Regions from separate parts of the Anas platyrhynchos genome. Here region 1 is linked to region 2. A link is a contact called in public Hi-C data. All regions are on one chromosome and are shown on one strand. Each heading gives the region's core, a stretch centred on a gene start, on an enhancer-like site or on the middle of the called end of the contact. The rest is flanking DNA. Distances are from core to core; before and after follow the strand shown. Region 1 has its middle 30 kb from the start of PENK. Region 2 has its middle 26 kb from the start of BPNT2.

The links. A called contact is a pair of places that touch in the nucleus more often than the background predicts.
Region 1: a Hi-C map of skeletal muscle shows a contact between it and region 2, with 4 times the contacts expected there. The contact joins two enhancer-like sites. A contact is called at or near these places in 4 of 8 Hi-C or Micro-C datasets (F1 follicle, liver, skeletal muscle and 1 more).

What each region holds. Positions count from the first base shown.
Region 1 is chr2:40,057,105-40,061,626 of IASCAAS_PekinDuck_T2T, forward strand. No RefSeq gene overlaps it. Among named protein-coding and RNA genes, the nearest start is that of PENK, 30 kb to the left of the region's middle. Within about 2 kb of position 1,782, at least 2 of the 8 cell types and tissues checked have an H3K27ac peak or open chromatin away from gene starts, as enhancers often do.
Region 2 is chr2:39,813,936-39,818,518 of IASCAAS_PekinDuck_T2T, forward strand. No RefSeq gene overlaps it. Among named protein-coding and RNA genes, the nearest start is that of BPNT2, 26 kb to the left of the region's middle. Within about 2 kb of position 2,591, at least 2 of the 8 cell types and tissues checked have an H3K27ac peak or open chromatin away from gene starts, as enhancers often do.

The DNA of each region.
Region 1 (4,522 bases), core at 532-3,031, 240 kb after region 2:
AAGAAAGAGGATGCATCCTCCTTCAGAACAGGAAACGAATTTGAAAGGAGGCAGAGTGGCAGTCCTAAAAAAAAGTCTTTGAAAGATACTGAGATCGTGACAGCAAATAACCGTAAAGTAGGAAATTGGGTTAGACCCAATGGCTCCTTCGTTATCTAAAGTCCTTCAGTACCTATAGCTTATATTTTCCTGTAGGCTGAAGGAACAGTTGTGCCTTTCCTGCTAAAGGGGAAAATTTGAGAGTCCAAAATTAATCAACTACCTTAAATTAAGAGCAGAACTGTGTTACTAATCATGCCTCCTTCACACTCAGGAGGTGAGCTCCCACACTGTAATCCCACGTGGAAATGGAAATTAGAAAAAAAAATGTTTCCGTTTAATATGTAAGCCATGTTACATAGGACCATGCTTTCCTTATGTCTGCCATCTCATAAACTGGTGATGTTACCTTAAGATGCGTAATTCTTTAATATATAAATATATTCTTTATATCTATGTTACTTAATAAATAATGCATATTACTTAATACATAAATAATTAATTAGTATATATATGACATTAATTTCATCATAGTTGATTGCTTTCTATGCAGACTTTAAAGTGGCTTTCTAATTAATGATTTCTTTCAATTTTCATTTTTTATTGTTTCCTTTCCAAAGAACACACAACTTTAGAGTTAGTTTAGAGAGTTAGTAACCACTGCAATAACTAATGAAGAAGCGAGAAGAAAAATACCATTTCTTGTATATAAGAAATAATGGCATTTGTTTATCAACAAAAGCATTAAACAGAATTACTAGATAACGACCTACATAATTTTGGAATAATGGTACATTTCTCACAACTTAAAACATATGTGATTTCAACCACACATATCTGCAACTGATGTATTGTTTGAATACTTTCTCATCACATGCACTTTGTAAATGAAAGGCACGTTTCCAGTTTGGCGATGGCATCATACCTAATGATGCTAATGCTGATTGATTAGATTCAGTGGTTAGTATTCTATTAAATGCAAAATACTTTAAAATACTTTTAATATTATTGCAACATAAATGCATTCAGATACTTATCAATATAACCTATTAAAAATCTAAGTAGAAAGTGTGGATTATGAACACTAGGAGATTTTGAGAATACTAGACTTGTAGCATTGTGTTTCTCTTGTACTATTAATGGGAATTGTCAACTTTCTGGGAAAATACAAGGAAGGAGTATTTAGCATTAAATAGCATTACATGCAAAAGTGAGAGGTGAGACATTTCTAGCTCTTCAGTACACATAAATCCTTTTTTGTCCTAGCATTTTTACCCTAGAAGAAGGGTAAAACAGAATTTCTTGCTTATATGTTGTTCTGCAGAAGAGTAAATCTTTTAAGATTATGTTTTGTTAAACTGTGACACTTGGAAAAGGTGATTAACCACGGAGAATATTTTTCTAATTCTACAAAGAAGTTGTAGACAATATTTAAGCTGTGTCTGTGATGAATAGCCTAACGTGCCTTGGAAGCTGTTCCACCTAAATTTCCCTGTAAAATACATAAGCTGCTCTGGTCCAAGATCAGAATTATGTGTAACAATTGAAGTTTTATGCTTTTTCTGGCTTCCTGAGAATCAAAAATTTTAACAGGATACCAAGGAAAAAAGAAAAACAGGAAAGTTGCTTCTGCTTTCATTCTCTATGCTTAGTCAAATGTACATGTATATGAGCAGTGCAATGCTTCGGGGGATGACTAAAAACAAGGACAGTGTTAGTTTCTCCACTGAGTTGATGACTAATGCCTGGCTGTCACAATAGGTGTAAAACTCTGCTTGTGGTGTTCACTAGGCAGTACATCACAGGCACACACCACGGGCTAGCCCCCACGTTGCTCTTTAAGTGCACTTCCTCCTCATCTCTGCTGGAGGGGTCCCAAATACTGCTAAAATGTAATGGTAAAATAATATTCCACTGATTGCAGACATGACAAGGTCCATTTTCAAATCCTCCTGACTATTAAATCAAACCATTTATTAGAGGCAAAGACTTCAAAGACTCTTTCTTATAAGGAATACTTGTTTCCAGACATATTTCTTTCAGCCTGTCATAGTCAGAAAGAACTAACCAGTTTTCCTAAAACTGTAAACCACAACAAGAGTAACGAAAACCAACAAAATAGAAAGCTATATAGAAAACTGTTTTTATCATCTGTGCCAAACCAGTCTGCAAACTATAAGGTGTGGGAGAAGGTTTTTCTTTCCTTCATGAGACATGACTTTTATCAAAGGACAGCAAGGTCACATGGCAAATTTGGGGAGAAAGTGCTAACAATTTGGAAGAAAGGGGATTTATCCTGAGCAGGTGACAGTAGAATGAATTACTGCCTCTGCATTACAGACAGGCATCTCAGGAAGGAAAGTAAGAAACAGCTATAGAAAGACATTTAACCTTTTATACATCTTTTCCCCACCAAAACTCTGTGGAGGTTCAGAAGATTTGGACCCCTACTGAAGTATGGTGAGATCCAGAGCACAGTGGAGGCTGTTGGAGAGCTTGAGGTTGACCAGGTAACTCCGTCCTGTCCCTCACCAATGGGAACATTTTCTGTCAGTGTTCACAGACAAATGCAGACACACAACCACTCTTTCAGTCCTTTATGTTAGAGCATGTAAAACTGCTCAGAATTCCCCAATCATTAGAAAAGATACCTATAATTTATGTCACTTCAAATAACAGAGGACTGCCCTCCCACTTTTCTCTCAGGACATGGAGCTACCAGGTAGGTGGCTGGCATCAGAGCTCTCCATGCCTGGATACCTTTCTACAGCTACAGAGAGGTCAGGCTGATGTCCACGGCATGATTTGTTCTTCCCAGAGCACTGGGGTTTTCAGCTCACCACAGAGCCAGTCTTTCCACAGATGACTCTGATCTAAAAAGCAAAGATTCTTAGCATTTCCCTTAATTTAAAGCTTATGGAAAAAAAATGCATTCTACTGTAAAGCATTTTCCTTCTTTAGCATCAATCAAATTATATTCAAATGGTAATTAACTTGTCCCATTTGATTAACTAGTTCTCTGAACGGGACTAGCCTTAGCTCGTATCAACCAGGCTGAAAATCTTTTTTAATTCAGCAACCCTCAGTATACACTGTCACAACTCAGTTCATGATACCAATGGCCTCCTGTCTCCCCAAAAATATGGGAAAGAAAAATCAGGAGCTTCCAATCATTTTAAGAAATATGTAGTCTTGCCTTATTAGAAAGGCCTTGGGTGACACCATAGCCCCAAACAACTTAATAGTTGATAGAAATAACCATTAAAATGGCTAATTAAGTGGTTATACGCATTTCCATGTGAGCTAAAAGTGTTCCCACAAGACTGATATATCCCTAGCCTCCTGCTGGTCCCCAGTGTACTTTTCCCATCACAATTCTGAGGAAGAGGGACCAAGGGAGGAGTAGGTGACTCAGAAAAAGGAAAAGTCAGTCTGAAGCTGGTTGCTGCCATTCTTAGCTCAAACTAAAACAAACATTAAAAATAGTTGCCTTTGTTTGGAAGCAAGGACACCTCCTCTGAAAACTGCTCCTTTGTGAGCTGCTACACCACACTGAGAGGCAGCAAAGCTGCCTTCACTGTCAGCAAAATTCCCCAACTGGACCCAAAGTGGGAGAAACACAGGGGTGCTTTTTGCAGACTCCCTCTCTTCAACTAGTCAAGGTGAAATGGATTTAATAAATAAATGTCTGTGAGTCTATGGCATCTATTCTCAGATGTCCTATTTTTCTCACAAAAACACAGAATGAAGAACACCATTTAAATGAACTGGAGTCTTTCCTGATTTTTCCTTCTAAATATTATGAGGTCATTTGCTTCATTCTCACATGAACGTCTCCCTTTTCATCACCAGAAATCACTGAAGCACTTTTCTGAGCTTGAATAGCAGAAGAAACATTTGCTGGTGATGCTTGTTTAAATTCAAAGTATATTACACAGAATTACAGCACACTCTAAACTGAAAATCTAATTGTGCAGCACTTATTTATACTAATCTGTGTTCTCCCACCTGAAGTAAGTATGTGATTTGTCTCACTTGATTTTGACTAGCTAAAGGACAGGTGGCAGACCCAAGCTACCCGCTTCATTGCCTGATTGTTTTATGGCAGCACAAATCCTTCTGCAGCAATTTATTTCTACCAATCAATGAAGAATTTTGGATGAATTTTCTGTCCTGAGGTGTTTGTTTCAATGGCTAAAAATGGGGTGGAGGAATTCCACTCTATGTTCTCAGGGGTATGAGTTCAAATATTTGGGCTTTGACTATTCATCGTGAAAGAGACAGGAAGCATCACTGTATAACAATTTATATGCAAGTTCAATGTGGTCTTAAAAATTAAATCTATAGTACCAAAATTTCACAATGCTGTTGATGGGTTTGGTGTTTCCTTCTTTCTTCACTTCATTGATTAGCATTTATATAGAGTTAATACACTTGTAATGATTGGGCAAACTGGAAACAATAGATTCAGAGGTGAATGCTG
Region 2 (4,583 bases), core at 1,341-3,840:
TAAATATTTTTTATTTTTTTTAAATAAATAAACATAAAATTATAATTTCATAAAATAAAGTTTTATTATATATATATATTTAATATGAAGGGATTAAATACATGTAAATTCTGTACTAAGGGAAAGACCAATGTTTTAACCTGCTTTCCATAATTTTCTTAAACCTTAGTTCATGTTAGAGGTATTTGAAGCAACAGCAATTCTTTATTTATTTATTTATTTATTTATTTTTCATGGTGGGAAGAAGTTTAAATCTCTCCTGTATGTGATGTTTCCTACAGGACTGAATTTTCAGAGGTTTGCTTACTGTTCTGATAAGTCCTTTTCTTAAAACAACAATTTTATGCAGGTGTAATGATGACTTTTGAAACCCATATTAAGCCTCATTCTGTTAGATTTTGACCAAATAAAGATATGCCAGAATAACTTTTAGGACTGACACTTGCAGCATAATTGATTTGGTAATTTTTCCATAGCATTTCTTCACTCGTTATTGTTAGAGGACCGCTAGAAATAGGATCTTTAATACTTGCCTTGGGGAAATAAAAGCAGCGGCCAGTAGAGGGCTCAGTCTTTTCATGAATGCCCTGAAATACCAGAAAGGTGCTGGGAACTCTGAATTTACACACCCCTGGTTTGTTGCTGTTGTTTAAACCAGGGAAGGTCTTTCACTTGTTTTGCTCAGTCGGGGCATGTGTTTTCAGTTAAGAGGACACCCGTAGAGTTCTGGGGTCAGATCCAGAGGGCGGCGATGAATTATTACTGTTCAGTTTGACAGCTTGTTGTTATTTCTAATACACGCCTTTTCTTGTATTTTTTGATTTAATATTGTAGTAAACGGCAAATTTTTGTACAGTGGGCTTAAACTACTGGCAATATACTTTCTTCCTTCCAAACTCCATAAATTTATCCCACAAATTTACAGATGTTTGTGACTAGAACATGAAAGTCACAGTGTGAACTTCACATGAACATGTCTCTGTGCTAGCTTATTTCCTATCAGTTTTGCTTCTGCAAATCGTAACAATAAGTTCAATTGCGACAAGCTTACGTCCAAGCTTTGTGTGTTTTTAAGTACACAGCCACTCCCCTTGCCACTTCAACTTAATGGTAATTGTCTGATACTGTTAGAGGGGCAGCTCCTGCCCTTCCATCAGCTCAACTTCTCCTACATTTCAGTCTCATGCAAATAATCTCTTTATTCCCATCCATCATCAGCACAGCTTGACCTTCTCTAACTCTATACCTCCCCACACACTTTCTGTTGGCTTGTTTTTTAAAATTGAGATGTTTCCTCACCACATGCGCATTTTTAATTATTTATATTAACAAACGAAAGCCTATTCTGTTGCTTAAGCAATTGCAACACCCCATCTTACAATCATTAAAATACCGAGACTTGGTTCTCCAAATAATATAAACTGCCTTATATGTTTTGAAAGCATTTGGACTTCCTTCCAGCTAGCTAACAGCAGGCTTCTGTTTTGGTCTTCCTTATCTGGAAATGTTATGCCTCTCAGCAGCGTGTTGAAGCCTCTTGAAGCACCTCCATCATACTTATCTAGGCTCTTACTTGCCTCTGTACCAGCAACAACAATTTGCTCACTATTTTCTCAGCTGTTTGCTACTGAAATTATTTGGATATTTTTCTTATTTTTGTCATTGGCATTTGTTGTCCTTTTGTTCATTTCTCACACAGGGAAACAAACAAACAAAATCCTTTTCTCTTCCTTCCTTTTCCAGAAGCTTGCAGTGCTTTTCTCCACTATTGTTTACCAGTACTATACTAAAAACATAAAGAAAATGCAATAGTATTTCTTCACAGTGCCTTTTCTTTGTACCACATGGACTTCTAGTGACTGTCACCTTCCTGCTGGTGGCACTGAGAAAAAGTCAGCGTCTTAACACTCTCCTGCACATAGACATATGTCTATATAACTTTATATAACTAAATAACTCTATATAACTAAGTAACTTTGTGCTGCTCTCCAGCTCTGCAGATATATTCAGTCAAAACTTGACACAAGAAGAAAGAACAATAACCTAAACTTCAGGTGTCAGCTGAAGGGATTTTGCACCTGTGGTGAAAGCTAAAATAAATAGGTCCTTGCCTACCACAGGTATGATGCAGATTCCAGAACATCTAAGAGCAGTAAAGAGACATAGGGGAAAAAATATAAATAAATAATAATAAAAAAAAAATCCTAATTTTAAAGAAAAAAATCACAGACAGTGAGAGAAATAGATTTATGGGTCTACATTTGCACCCAAATATAATGTTAATGTAGAAATTGTCACTTCTGTGTGTGTGTGCAAGTAATTGCTACTGCTATTTATATATAGCTCTATATTCAAGTATAATACTTAAAAATAATATAAAGGCTAAGTTTCTTAGCTTAGCCATTGTAGGAGATGAAACTATTAAAACAAGAAAGCTTGTGCAATGTTTAAAAAAAATGTTTAAAAAAGGAGTCACTTTTTGTTTGGCCAGCCCTCTTCAGTAGAAATTGCGATGCTTTGAATCACTGACAGCAAGCACTGAGTTTTTCTTGATTCGTGTTAGTCACAGGCAGCTTTTGCAACACTGACTGCCTGAATCAGGACTACGCACAGCTTTGTTGTGTGTCTGTCTTATGACTGGGCTGGGATGTGTGTATGTGTGTGCAAGAACATTTTTTCATTCTAGGCACTGATTGGGATCATCAGAGAAAAGTCCTTGCTGAGTAACACTCTCTGAATTTCTGTTTCCACATCTAATACTTTCACCTATGAAAACTGCATTAGGACAAACAAATGGAAAATAATCTCACCGATGAAGAGTCTGTTATGACCATGCCTGTTGCTGCCTTCAGTTTGGCATGATTTCTGTAGTTAAGAGAGAGGCAATTTTCCTGAGGCCATATCTGCTGAATCACATGAAAGAGGAAAATGAGAACAGTAACTGCTCATTTTTGAAACTCCACATCTGAGATTCAGCGTTCTTATGAAAATTGCAGTTGAGGGAGAAGAAGTGCATGAATAATTCCTATATTCTATCGCTCCTATTCCTTGTGGGAATGTGGTTTGAATTTCTGTGGCTTGAGTCCATCTCAAGTCACGTGTTCAGGATGCTGGGAAGAGGAGAGGGAGGAAGAAGGATGTTACTGGAAATTAAATTAAGATTATATAGACTCAGGTCAAATATTTAGAATGCAAATTCCTTATCAAAATGTGATGAAAAATTATGATGATGACATATTGACAACCAAGAAGAAAATTCTGTCACTGGCATTTCATAAAACTTTGATTTTTGAGCCAAAACAGAGAAATTAAGATGGCTTAACCAAGCCACTTATGTTTTCATTTGGTCTAGTTTTCTTTTCACTTGAACTAACATTCAGTAACACAGGAATTAATATGCAAAGTTCATTCCTGTACACACCAACATTTCACTGTCAATTGGTTAATATATAATAGACAAAGCACAAAGGGTTTGATTACATGATAACAAACAATTAACATTTCAACGTTAACTTTCAAAACTAAAAGTTTATTTCAGTGTTATATTTAGCAGTGTTATCGTTTTTAAGGGAGTTCATCTTTATTTGTCTGCACTGTCGTAGTTTGTGCTGCCTTTGTAGGGGGAGAATGGGAAAAATAATATAAACTTAAGATTTTGAGGATCAGCATTGCAGTCTTTGCAGCATCTCTAGAAATGTTTTTCTCTTCTTGGAAAAATCCTAAATTTCTCTATATTAGGTGTTAAAAATCTTGACAATAGTAGACTTCCCTTTTTCAGCCATTGAGATTTTTTTTTTCACCTTCTTAAAGGTAAGGGTCTGAACAATATTACAATATCATATTCTGTTCCTTTTGGTAACACTTCTGCCTTCAACAAGTACAGAATGAAAATGGACAAAGAACTACCTACCTGAGATCAATGTGATCATAAGCTTCTTGTTTTAAGTGTTTCATTGTGGTAATCCTTTAAAACAAGTACCTTTCCAATAAATTACCTGAAATATATAGACTCAGTGTCACGGTGTTGGAAATTTTCTGCCCAGACTGTATGGACAGAGAGGCTCAAGCTTCTCCTGTGTCACCATTATGGTGCCCTCAGGATAGTGGATGGAGCATCTCATGTCTGAAGCACTTGGAATGATGGCCTACACCCATTTCCCACTGCCTCAATACGGCCATTTTTTTCTAAAAATAAAATAAAAATAGAAAATTGAGTAGTAGACACAAGCTGTAGCTGTATTACATAGAAATTTAATTAATTTAATAGGTAGAAAATAATGTCATCCTCAGTGTAAGCAAGACATGGGATGGACTCAGAACATGTTTGCTTCATAGCCCTCAGTGGAAACTCCTGCTGTTTATGCAAGTGACATTAGTTTTGTCTAAGATTTTTCTCATATCTTGAAGACTCTCCAAAGAATTTTATAACAGGGACTGGTTTAAAGCTAGACTGATGCTCAGGTGATTGCTCCAGTGGAATTGTTGGCAAGTCTTTAATGAGAACTGCAAATACTTGAGCCCTTTGAAGACCCTTCCAGGGTGGATTTCCTCAGAAGTACCTTAAAAGAAAACTCAGTTTGGGA